Regions from separate parts of the Mus musculus genome. Here regions 2, 3 and 4 are each linked to region 1. The links are chromatin contacts, called in public HiChIP or PLAC-seq maps. All regions are on one chromosome and are shown on one strand. Each heading gives the region's core, a stretch centred on a gene start, on an enhancer-like site or on the middle of the called end of the contact. The rest is flanking DNA. Distances are from core to core; before and after follow the strand shown.

Region 1 (2,748 bases), core at 77-2,576:
CTTACATAGATTAGGTTGCCTCAACAGCTTCTGCCTTTGGAGTGCTGAAACAGGTGTGCTGTCTTAGAACTAGCTCTGTAAAACATTCTGGGTTCAAATCCAGGGAGACCAGTCTGCCTCCTGAGTGCTGAGATTAAAGGTGTGTGCTAGGACTGGAGAGATGGCTCACCGGTTAAAGAGCACTGGCTATTCTTGGAGAGGAACAAACTATCTGTAGTTCTTGTTCCAAGGGTTCAGACACCCTTACACAGACATACATGCAGACAAGATACCAATGTACATGAAATACAACTAAATAAATTATAAAGGTGTGTGCCATCATACCCAAGTTATTTTTTTTTTAAGATTTATTTATTTATTATATGTAAGTACACTGTAGCTGTCTTCAGACACTCCAGAAGAGGGCGTCAGATCTTGTTACAGATGGTTGTGAGCCACCATGTGGTTGCTGGGATTTGAACTTCAGACCTTTGGAAGAGCAGTCGGGTGCTCTTACCCACTGAGCCATCTCACCAGCCCCCCCCAAGTTATTTTTTAAAGGAACCCACTTATTTCTATTTATCCATTTTTAGTTCTTTTTTTTTTTTTTCATTTTGTGTGAATAAATGCTTTACCTACATCCATGTCTGTGCACCATATGCATGCCTGGAGCTTAACGAAGTGGTGAGGCGCCTTGTGGGTGCTGGGAATTGAAACAGGATCCTTTGCAAGAATAACAAGTGCTCCTAACCTCCTAGCGAATTTTCCAGCCACATTTACTTTTATTTAATGTGTATGAGTGTATCTGCATACATAAATGTGTACCATGTGTGTGCCTAGTGGCTCTGGTGGTCACAGGAAGGCATTGATTGAATGCCCTTGAACTGGAGTTACAAAAGGTTGTAAAAGAAGGCGTGTGTGGTGCTGCTCACCTGTAATCCCAGCCCTCGCAATCACAGGCAGGCAGATGTCTGTGGGTTAGAGATCAGTGGGTCTAAATAGCAAGTTTCAGGCTAGCCAGGGATAGACTGTAAGTCCCTACCTAATATATATGAAAGAAAAAAAAAGAGAGACAGCTAAAATATTTAAAGTGTTTTAAGTACAGGATTTAACTTAACAACTTGGACGTGGGTAAAGTAAGATGATGGCAGCAACGGATTGGATCAGTCAAAGGCGGTGGATCTAAACACCCGCATCCCTTTGCCCCTCTAAGAGTTTTGAATCAAGCGCGATAGTTTTATCTGTAGCCAATCCTAGAGCAGCATCTTGTTTCGTCAGTAGTTGCTGAGGCCCAGAGCCACGCGTCTGTCTGGTCAGTTCTAGCCGTTGCTGCTGTACTCGTGCTCAGCTCTTGCGTTTCCATCCGTTAAGACTGAGAGGACATAGGGAATACCTGTCACCTTCTCGGGTATCCCCGTCAGAAAGACACCTTCGGGACTACTTTTTCCACAGTCGCAGAGACTCACTGGCTCCACTTAATTGTGGAATCTCTAGGCTGGCTCCCATTCAGAAGTTGTAGTACTGAGATTTTGCTTCTATCACGACTAGCCACAGAAGCAGGAAATTGTTTGATTTTTGTTTTCTTTTTCCTTTCTATCTTACTTTCTTTTTCTTTTTTTCTTTTTTTAAGGAAAAACGGGCTAGGGCGGGAAGATACCCAAACGGGAAGGGATACAGGGCTGTGTCCTTGTGACAGAAAGGTGTTGAGTCCTAGTCCTTTAAATCCGAGGGGGGAGGATCCGGAAGTGGATGGGCGGGACAAGGGACCTGGTATATAAGAGGGCCTCAACCGCGCGGGGTCTCCAATCTGCCATTTTCTCTACCTGAGTGAGTCTCTGCTGTCCGGAATTCTCTGGTTTTCTTCGCAGGCAGTGTTCTGCCCACTGGCCCACCACCTCAGGGGAACGATGGCCACAGAGTCTACAGCCGCTGCTGCCATCGCCGCGGAGCTGGTTTCCGCTGACAAGTAAGCGGGACTGTGGCGAGCTTGAGGCCAGTCCTCAGGGAGAGTCCGGGGACTTGGCTTCCCGGGCGGGACGGGCTGGTGGGTGGGACAGCTGCCTTCCCCGGAACAACGGCGGCCGTGCGGAGAGGGTTGCTCTGTGGAGAAGCCCTACTTGCGAAGAGCTGGCGCGCCAGCGGTAACGGCGGGTGGCTGGCGCCCCCTGCCCGGCTTTTCACGGCCGCCATCTTGCCGGGGGCAGCGGTGGCTGGCTCCATCGCCGGCCCCTTTTTTCCACCCCTTGCCCGAGGTTGCCGGTAGGTAGGCGGGGCCCGGCTCCAGTCGGTCCTTGAGCCCCTCCTGATCGCGCACTCCTAGGGTGCGTCTCTGTAGAGAGTCTGTAGACGTACCGAGAAATTGGCCAACAGATTTGGCGCCAAAAAAAAAAAAAAAAAAAAAAAACCCACACGAGGATGGAGGCTTGGAACAGGGGACGCGGGTGGGTGGGGCCTCTCAGAGGGCGGGGCTTTGCACGCTGATCGTCGTAGTTTTGGCTCTTAGGAGTGGGCGGGGCCTGTAGGAGGCGGGAAAACTCCATTGTTTGGAGTGGATGCTGCTTTTGCCGGGTCGGTGGGGCGCAATGAATTTTATTATATACTCACTACCAGGTTTACAGTAATCTTGAGGGTGGCTACGGGACTGAAGCTTTGTAACTCTTAACCTTTGCGGAGAAGTGTCTTGATTCGTTAGGTTTTCGGTATGTGGGACGGGGATTTTGTTGCTTCAAGGGACACTTTACTTGCGTAGTGTCTTCGGTAAAGGCTGTA
Region 2 (2,748 bases), core at 142-2,641, 440 kb after region 1:
GCGGTTCCCTGTCACTAACATTCTTCTTCTCCTCCCCAGAGTTTCCCAGACCAGCATCTAATCATATGTTCAGACTTAGCTGGGATTTCTACCCTGCCAGGGTTTTGACTCTACCAGCCCCCCAAAAGGCTAAGGGTTCTCATACCACCTTGGAAGAATGGCTCTAAATACTGTTCTTTTTCTTTTTGGTTTCTCGAGACAGGGTTTCTCTGTAGCCCTGGCTGTCCTGGAACTCACTCTGTAGACCAGGCTGGCCTCGAACTGAGAAATCCGCCTGCCTCTGCCTCCCAAGTGCTGGGATTAATGTGCGCCACCACGTCCGGCCTAAATACTGTTCTTAAACTCCCTTCTCCCTCACAACATACCTTGTCTCTACCTATTCCTGTTACAACTTTATGATAAGAAAAACAAGATTTGTCAAAGTTGAAGGAATGTCCAAGGCTAAACAGTAAATGGCTAGAGCAGACCTAAAAGCCAAGTTGGTTTATATGTTTGCTAATGAAAAGAACTGTATTGTTTTAAATGTTTTCTTTTCTGTGTATGTCTGTCCACCAGACATTGAAGGACAGAAGAGGGCATTGGATCCCCTGGAACTGGAATTCCAGACGGTTGTGAGCTGCCGTGTGGGTGCTGGAAATTGAACCTGACTCCCTGTAAGAACAGCCAGTGCTCTTAACTTCTTAGCCGTCTCTCCAGCCATGTTTTTCTTTTCTTGTGTCTTGTTTGCTTGCAAAGAAGTTTCACTAGGTTACCCAGGCTGGCCCTTAAACTCCTGGGTTCAAATAATCCATCCAGCTCCTGAGTCCAGAGTAGCTGTAAGTAGAGTGAGCACCACTGCTCACCTGATGTGTCGTTGGCTACAAAGCTTGCTCTGGCATGCTGTAGTCAGCGCATGTTTCCATGCTTGTACATATAATATAAGCACTCTTCACCACAGGCTGCCACACAGTTCTGGCAGCTCTGGTTCCTGAGACTGGAGCTCCATGCAGCCCTTCCTGCTCCTAGCAGATCCCCTGTGAGAGGTGAGGAAGTCCCCAGGACAGGGATGGGTCAAATTAACCAAACTTGTGATCTGAAGATTCCACCAACTTTGCTCACTAACCTTCAAGTTTTCCCTACCACAAACCTGCCACAGACCTCTAGACCAGTGTCCCGCCTGCTCATTGTCACTCCTATTGGGCTCTGAGTCCTTTAAAGGGTTTGCTAGGCATCGGTTTTCTTCTCTCAGCCCAGTGCCCTACATTAATTATCCCGCCAAGGAATTTCCATCTTCTACTCTCAAAAGCCTGATTCCTAACCAGAAGGGAATTCCTATCTCAGGTCCCAACGCCCTTAGGTCAGGGCTGGCAGGGAGACGCACTTCCAGCCAGGCGCTGGCGCCTGTGCGCCTCCTTCACGGGAAGAATGCCTTTACTAAATCCGGAACGGATTTGCATCACTGCAGCAAGGGAAGGGCTCAAGGATCTCACAAAGCTCCAAAGCTGAGTTGAGGGTGCGGGCGTCCATCCCACCCTAGCCCCAGAACTGTCTAGGCTGCCGAAAGGCAGTGAGACATGCACCCTGGGATTGGGGAAGGAGAGAGGTGATGAGATGAGAGAGAGAGAGAGAGAGAGAGAGAGAGAGAGAAGGCGCGAGCTAGTCCAGCACACCCCACACCCACAATTAAGAATCTTCCTTCTAGAGGCAGGCGGACTTCTGAGTCCAGGCCAGCCTGGTCTACAAAGTGAGTTCCAGGACAGCCAGGGCTACACAGAGAAACCCTGCCTCGAAAAACCACAAAAAAAAAAAAAAAAAAAAAAAAAAAGAATCTTCCTTCTAGTGAGTAGTAGAGCACTTGGAAGGTAGAGGCAGGCAAAATTCTGAATTTCAAGCCAGCCTGGTCTACAGAGTGAGTTTAAGACAACTAGGACTACACAGAGAAACCCTGTTTCCCAAAAACAAAAAAAAGAAAAGAAAGGAAGGAAAGAAAGAAAAGAAAACTGAGCACTAAACAGTTGGGTCTTCTCAGGTCCTCCTAGCAACTACCTCTAGAGCCCTGGGGGTGGGGGTGGGGGACGCAACTTAGTGGCTCCTGCTGTGCTCACAGAGCATAGAAGGCATCAGCCTTGTCTCACTTCAGGCCTGTCTGAGAATTCCACTCGACTCATGCTGTTTCTTAGAAGTCTTTCTCATGCTGCATCAGCTAAACTCTTGCCAGTCCTTTAAGCTCATCTTAAAAGGCGCCTCTGCTCTGGGCTTGGTGGCACACACCTGTAATCCTAACATTTGGGAGAGTGAGGTAGGGGGATTTGCATTCAAGACCAACCTAGCAAGTTCCAGGCCAGCTGAGACTACATAGTGAGACATTGTCTCCAAGGGAGACAAAAAAGACCAGAATCAAGACCAGAATTCATTCCTGTGGGGTACCTGGCAGGTGATAGGAAGAGATAGTGGCTGTTGTGAGGCTGTTGTCATATCATATTCCCTTTGTAGGCCTTGGATTCCTCTCTCACTCTTAGACAGACCTGGGTGAGACGACCCTCTTAGGGCTGCCTCCAGCCCCAGTCCTATAAAACTAGTGATTTCTTGCATCTCTCAGCCTCTACAACAGGATGCTATCCCAGTGGTAAAGTCCCTACTGCCCCAGGCCCCTGAGAACCAGACTCACTCAAAAAGCCTGGAAGCCTTGTTTACAGCCTCTTTTCAACACGTACACACTGTCTTATGAACACCAAAGGACCAACTCAGGGCCACCTGATTACTACTCCA
Region 3 (2,748 bases), core at 130-2,629, 420 kb after region 1:
GCTTCTGACTGCTGAGTCTTAACCTCATGATTCTGTTCTTGTGGAATTCACTGCAGGCTTTATTCCCCAACCACAACTGAAACACATCCCTTGGATTAAGTCTTCTTTTCCAAGACAATAGAGGAATTGAGCCCAGAATCCTAGCTTGATATGGGGCTTTGTGGTTGCTGTTTCTGCAGTGTTTGCCTAGGACCCTGCAAATAAGAACCAGGCAGTACCCATCTCACCCGTGAATTGCTTCAGTTCTGAAACGCTTAACTCAATAACAGACCACTAAGACTTCTCTGTTTTGTTTGTTTTTTTTTTTTTCTTCTCTTTTTCTGACCAAGTCATATATTGAGGAAAATGATTATACCCTAGTACCACTTCAGCCAGTTCTATCTAACAATCTGTGTATACGCCTTAAGCCCAGAAGCTCTAAATATGGCCTTAGTTGAAAAAGAAGTCTTCAAAGGTGTAAGTAAAAATCTTGCAAGGAGATTGTCATAGGTTCAAGGTGAATTATCGATCCAGTGACAAATGTCCTTGTGACAAATGGGAAGAAGTAGATCTGAGACACAGCCATACACAGAAAGCTGTTTGAAGACAGTGGCAGGGGTCAGAGCAATACCTTTACAAGCCAGAAAGCACCAAGAATTACATGGCAACCCCCAGAATCTAGGAGAAGACATGCATTCTCTCTCAGAGTCTCCAGAAAGTCCTAACTAGTCCTGCCTACATCTTGGCTTTGAACCTTTGGACTTTAGCCCTCCAGTATTATGAAAGAATAAGTTTCTATTGTTTTAAGCCAGCCAGTTGTGGTAAGACACTATCGCAATCCTAGAGAAGTAATACCACAAATACCAGGCCGTCTTCTTCTTCTATATATTTTTTTAATGTTTAGAGACAAACTCTTATGCTGGAGCCCAAGCTGTCTGGCCCTCGGACTCGACTCACTGTAGTCTTCATATGTCAGCCTTCCAAGTGTTGGGACTAGAAGGGTAAACCATCATACTCCGTTCCATAATTTTTAAAATATTTTCCCATTTAGTTCATTTGTTTATTTTTAAATGGTGTCATGCTCTGGGACTGCTAGTGCACACCTTTAATCCCATTACTAAAGCGGATGGATCTCTGTGAGATCTAGTCAAGTTCTACACAGTGAGACCCTTGGGGGTAAGAGGGGTACACTTTTATAATTTTTTATAAGAAAATAAGTGAGGATGTTTTCATATATTTTCTTCTATGTATCTGAATGATTCGTTCATTTCAAGGACCCTCCAGTCTAGATCAGGTAGCCCAAAGAGTATCGCTTATGGATTATGGCCTGACACTGAATGAAGATCATGTCCTAGGCTGGTGAGTCTATTATCCCATTGTAGTGATGCCTTCAACATGAAATCTCCTTCCTTAACTTGCACAGGACTTTGCTCCTTGTCATAGGTGACCCCACCCAGGCCAAGTTAATTAGTTTTCCTTTCATAAATATTTTGAAATAGTACTCCCCCACCCAAATTAGACTTTTAAAGGATTGGACTTGACAAAGTATCAACCTCTGGAGCTGGCTATGGGTACTGTTCACCCTAACACTGAATTTCAAAGGAAACTACTCTTAAGGAAACCAAAGAAGGCAGGGCCTGGTGGAACTACCTACATTTCCAGACATAGAGATCACAAGGTCAAGGACTTTCTGAGCTACAGAGTGAATTCGGGGCTAGCCTTGTCCAGTGAAAGCCTGTCTCAAAACAAAAAAGTAAAAAGAAGGCTAGGAGGCAAGATCTTTAGGAGTTCAGGATCAACCTGGACTACATAGAGAGTTCCAGACCAGCCAGGATACATAGCATGACCCTGCCTCAAAAAGAGGGGGGCAGGGAGGGAGGAGGTCTGAGGATATGTAGAAGAATTTCACAACCAAAGACCTTCTAGGTCTGTGTGATCTGGCTGGAATGCAGACACACCTTTAGTACACACCTTTAATCCCAAACAATGAAGGTAAAGTTTAGTTTGTAGAAGGAAGCACCCATGTTTGAAAGTGATGTCTAATTGAGTGGTAGACAAAATGTTGAAGCAGAGAAAGATTTGATAGAATTAATATATACTCAACTCCCAGGAAAACAAGAGAAAAAAAGAAGCTACATAGCAGTGCAGAGAGAGGGAGGAGAAAGGGCAATCTTACTAGGACAGTTGTACAGAGACAGGTTACAGAGAGAGAACAACTAGACACAGGTGAAGACAGAAGGAGCCAGAGAATGAAGAGTCAGAAGTTTAGCAGATGGCTAGAGGCAGAGCTAAGAGAAGCCAGAGTGAATCAATCTTAGAGGTGAGTTTGAGCTAGAACAGCTGAGTTAAATCAGCTAGCCAGTGATCAGAAAGAGTAAGAAAGGGTGGGCTAATTCAACAGCAAGTCTCAGAGGCTGAAAACATGCTAGGCCAAGATTAGGTTCTATGGCGGCTTCTGAAACTAGGCCTAGGCTAGCAGTAAGCCTCTGAGATGACAATTACATCAGGCAAGTAAGTAAAAGATACTTTTACAAGGATAGAGTTGTATGACAGAGTGCTTATCTAACATGCATAAGACCCTAGGTTCAACCCCAGTGTTGAAGATGGAAGGAAGGAAGGAAGGAAGGAAGGAAGGAAGGAAGGAAGGAAATCATATGAATAGAATAGAGTTAAAAGACTGAATGAATACATGGAGTAACCAGTTTCTTGAGTTTCTTTGATTTGAATATGGCTGATTCTTCAAAGTTCTCCTGCTGGAACCCATCATTA
Region 4 (2,748 bases), core at 76-2,575, 290 kb after region 1:
GGAGATACTTGTACAAGTAACTTTTAGACTAGGCGTTCTGTTGTCTTTAGGACAGTTCTTAAGCCTTTGGAATACTGCAACTTGATCTGTTCCTAAGAGCGCAGGAACATGTGAATCCCTGCTGTATCTAGAAAGGGCGTCCAAGGTAGGGTATCACAGGTACCTAGTTCTAGGTGATAACATTCCTGGGTTGTCAAACTTTTATAAAGACTCATAAACTGAGGGCTGGCCTGAGAAAATAACCAGATATACTAAATTAACAAGAGAAAAAGGTTTCTTACCAGAAAGCCACACAAGTTTGCCTCATTCCCAGAGCAAACTTCAAAGAGTTCCTTTTCCTCTCCCCATCACAGGTAACAGTCCCTTGGACAGCCCCCGGAATTTCTCTCCAAATGCTCCTGCTCACTTTTCCTTCGTTCCTGCCCGTAGGTAAGTTGCTTGAGAACCCCTCTGTGCTGTTTGTCTTGTCTTGTTTTGTTTTGTTTCTCTGTGTAGCCCTGGATGTCCAGGAACTCACTCTGTAGACAAGGCTGGTCTTGAACTCAGAGAACCGAGTGCTGAGATTAAAGGCATGTACCACTGACCCCTGACTGATATGTGTGCTTGGTAGATGTCTGTGTTCTTCTTTCAAGTCAGTACTCTTCCGTGTGGATTGGGTTGCCTTGGACTACCAGTAATCAAAATGCCTTCCTTTCTGTCCTCTCCTAGGTCTTGTTCAAGTTTTCCTTTCTGAGTGACTGTGCATTTGCAGCTGAACAGAAAGATAGTAGATTCATTTATTTTATAATCCTAAGCAAAACACAGTGGTACCCTAAGAATATATTCCACAGCATGATACTGTAACTGAGAATTATCGTTGGGTTAGAGAAGAGAAAGTGTTCCAGGAAGGATCCAGAGTAACACTCTTTACCTTGTATCCCAAGTACTTCCAAGAAGCTGAAAGGGCCTGACATGACTTTCTTCTCAGCTTTTGTTGGAGTTTTGTTTGTTTGTTTGTTTGTTTGTTTGTTTTTAAACAGGGTCTCATTATGTGGCCCTGGCTATGTAGACTATACAGGCTTCCCTATGTTAGTAGCTTTTTAATGTGTTTCTTGCAGTTTTCTGCTTCACCCAGCTAGCTCCCAAATTGAGACTGGACTATAATATTTACTTAACAAGCTTCTAAGTTCACAACAACTCCACATTAATCCTCTAAACTAATTTGGCTACCTCGCAGTCAAAATCCCAGTGATACTTTCATTAGTACTGATGTGGCTCTCTTGGCTCCAGGACTTTTCTCATGGTGTCTCCTGGACTCTCTTCCAGCTGTGATTTCCTACTTCCTCTCTCTCCTTCCTCCCTCCCTCCCTGGGCTGAGAGGAAGTCCAGCCCTATTCTCTCCACTGCTCAGTCATTGGCTGATCAGCTCTTTATTAACCAATCAGGAAATTAGGTAGCAATGTTTACACAACATTGAGACCAGAGATTCTCAGAATAAGGATTGCAACTAGATGTGGGGGCAAGGAAATCAGGATTTGAATGATACAAAGATAATCTTTACCCAGTGCACAGAAACATTATCCTTACAGCCCTATTCAGAGATTTTCCCTTGTCTCTGCCTCCCAAATGCTAGGAATATAAATCTCAGCTTTCAGCTGAGGGTCCCAAGTATGAGTTCAGAAAGACTGTAATATCTCATAATTCGCTGAGCTTCGAAGGGTTTAAGTCCCATTTCTCTCCTGTCTGAAAATGATAGTGTTGATTCTGGCCTCTCCTAGCAGGCCTGACAGTTCCACCCATGCCGAGAGCACATTAAGTGGCCTCTGGAGAAGTCCACCCTCACGGTGTCTTCAAACCTTTGCTAAGGCTCCCTACACACAGTGGCTTGTTTTCACAACTTCACAACTCTCTTAGCCATAGTTCAAGTTTGTGGGGCTCTTGTTTTAATTTGGGGGGGTCGTTTCCTTGTTTAGTTTTGAAGTAGAGTTTTCTTTAGTTCTAAATGGGAAAGCCAATTTAAAATAAATAGTAATAAGGCTCCAGCTTTGTAGCGGTCAGTGGCTAGCGAATATACTATATCTTGGAGTAAGAGCAGTTCTACTATTAAGACTACTTTCTTTGCTAGGTGATAGTGGTAAGACATGCCTTTAATCCTAGCACTTAGGAGGCAAAGGCAGATGGATCTCTTCAGTTTGAGGCCAGCTGGTCTACAGAGCCAGCTCCAGGACAGCCAGGGCTACACAGAAAAACCTGTGTAGGGGGGAAGTGAAGGTGTTGGTTGGGAGGACTACTTACTTACAAGGTATAGCAGGGGGCTGGGCTGTAGCTCTGTTGTAGGACTTGTCTAACATGCACAAAATACCACATAAATGAGGTATAATGACTCCCACCTGAAATCACAGTACTTTGGAGGTGTGAGCAAGAGGAAAAGAAGGTGAAAGTCATCCTCTGCTACATACTGAGTTTGAAGATAACCTGGGCTACATAGGATTCTGTCTCAAAACAATTAAGATAAAATAATAAAAAAAAAAAAAGTAATGCAGAAACAAAAGAGATTGCTGGAACAAGCACTTACTATTCCCTCTCATTTCAACTGAGAAAGAATGCACCCCACTCCTCCCTAGAGTGTGTGGCTGAGGGCAGGTGAGGAGGGCTCGGTGGCTAATGTTGGTACTTCTTCTCGCTCTGAAGAATCTCACATGGCTCATATAACTTCCATCTGGTTAACCAAGTATTCTGGTAGGATCATATTGTAAGTCTCTGCTGAAC

What was found. HiChIP or PLAC-seq counts read pairs in DNA pulled down with a chosen protein or histone mark.
Region 2: a contact with region 1 is called in an H3K27ac HiChIP or PLAC-seq map of embryonic stem cells, with 2.9 times the contacts expected there. The contact joins the enhancer-like site here to the promoter of Nasp in region 1. A contact is called at or near these places in 9 of 39 promoter capture datasets (the C10 cell line, the HPC-7 cell line, cranial neural crest and 6 more), 3 of 484 Hi-C or Micro-C datasets (the HL-1 cell line, forebrain and muscle stem cells), 19 of 115 datasets of contacts at active chromatin or transcription factors (the 230-238 cell line, the SCID.adh cell line, astrocytes and 14 more) and 1 of 9 other capture datasets (liver).
Region 3: an H3K4me3 HiChIP or PLAC-seq map of embryonic stem cells shows a contact between it and region 1, with 9 times the contacts expected there. The contact joins the enhancer-like site here to the promoter of Nasp in region 1. A contact is called at or near these places in 5 of 39 promoter capture datasets (the C10 cell line, cranial neural crest, frontonasal cranial neural crest and 2 more) and 13 of 115 datasets of contacts at active chromatin or transcription factors (the 230-238 cell line, the SCID.adh cell line, bone marrow-derived macrophages and 8 more).
Region 4: a contact with region 1 is called in an H3K4me3 HiChIP or PLAC-seq map of bone marrow-derived macrophages, with 2.9 times the contacts expected there. The contact joins the enhancer-like site here to the promoter of Nasp in region 1. A contact is called at or near these places in 6 of 39 promoter capture datasets (the 3T3-L1 cell line, the C10 cell line, cranial neural crest and 3 more), 1 of 15 datasets of contacts at CTCF or cohesin (the NIH/3T3 cell line), 14 of 115 datasets of contacts at active chromatin or transcription factors (the 230-238 cell line, the NIH/3T3 cell line, the SCID.adh cell line and 9 more) and 3 of 9 other capture datasets (liver, macrophages and pancreatic islet).

What each region holds. Positions count from the first base shown.
Region 1 is chr4:116,626,529-116,629,276 of GRCm38.p6, reverse strand. It overlaps Nasp (nuclear autoantigenic sperm protein (histone-binding)), which reads left to right and starts at 1,326. Exons shown (of 16, transcript NM_016777.3): 1 at 1,326-1,387; 2 at 1,848-1,945. The coding sequence starts at 1,887.
Region 2 is chr4:116,181,609-116,184,356 of GRCm38.p6, reverse strand. No RefSeq gene overlaps it. Among named protein-coding and RNA genes, the nearest start is that of 1700042G07Rik, 9.6 kb to the right of the region's middle. Within about 2 kb of position 1,391, at least 70 of the 459 cell types and tissues checked have an H3K27ac peak or open chromatin away from gene starts, as enhancers often do. A contact at or near this core is called in astrocytes, craniofacial prominence, embryonic stem cells and 2 more, where this site is marked.
Region 3 is chr4:116,208,097-116,210,844 of GRCm38.p6, reverse strand. No RefSeq gene overlaps it. Among named protein-coding and RNA genes, the nearest start is that of Pik3r3, 12 kb to the left of the region's middle. Within about 2 kb of position 1,379, at least 24 of the 459 cell types and tissues checked have an H3K27ac peak or open chromatin away from gene starts, as enhancers often do. A contact at or near this core is called in embryonic stem cells, where this site is marked.
Region 4 is chr4:116,335,103-116,337,850 of GRCm38.p6, reverse strand. It overlaps Mast2 (microtubule associated serine/threonine kinase 2), which reads left to right. Exons shown (of 30, transcript NM_001369061.1): 6 at 354-429. Among named protein-coding and RNA genes, the nearest start is that of Pik3r3, 110 kb to the right of the region's middle. Within about 2 kb of position 1,325, at least 8 of the 459 cell types and tissues checked have an H3K27ac peak or open chromatin away from gene starts, as enhancers often do. A contact at or near this core is called in bone marrow-derived macrophages, where this site is marked.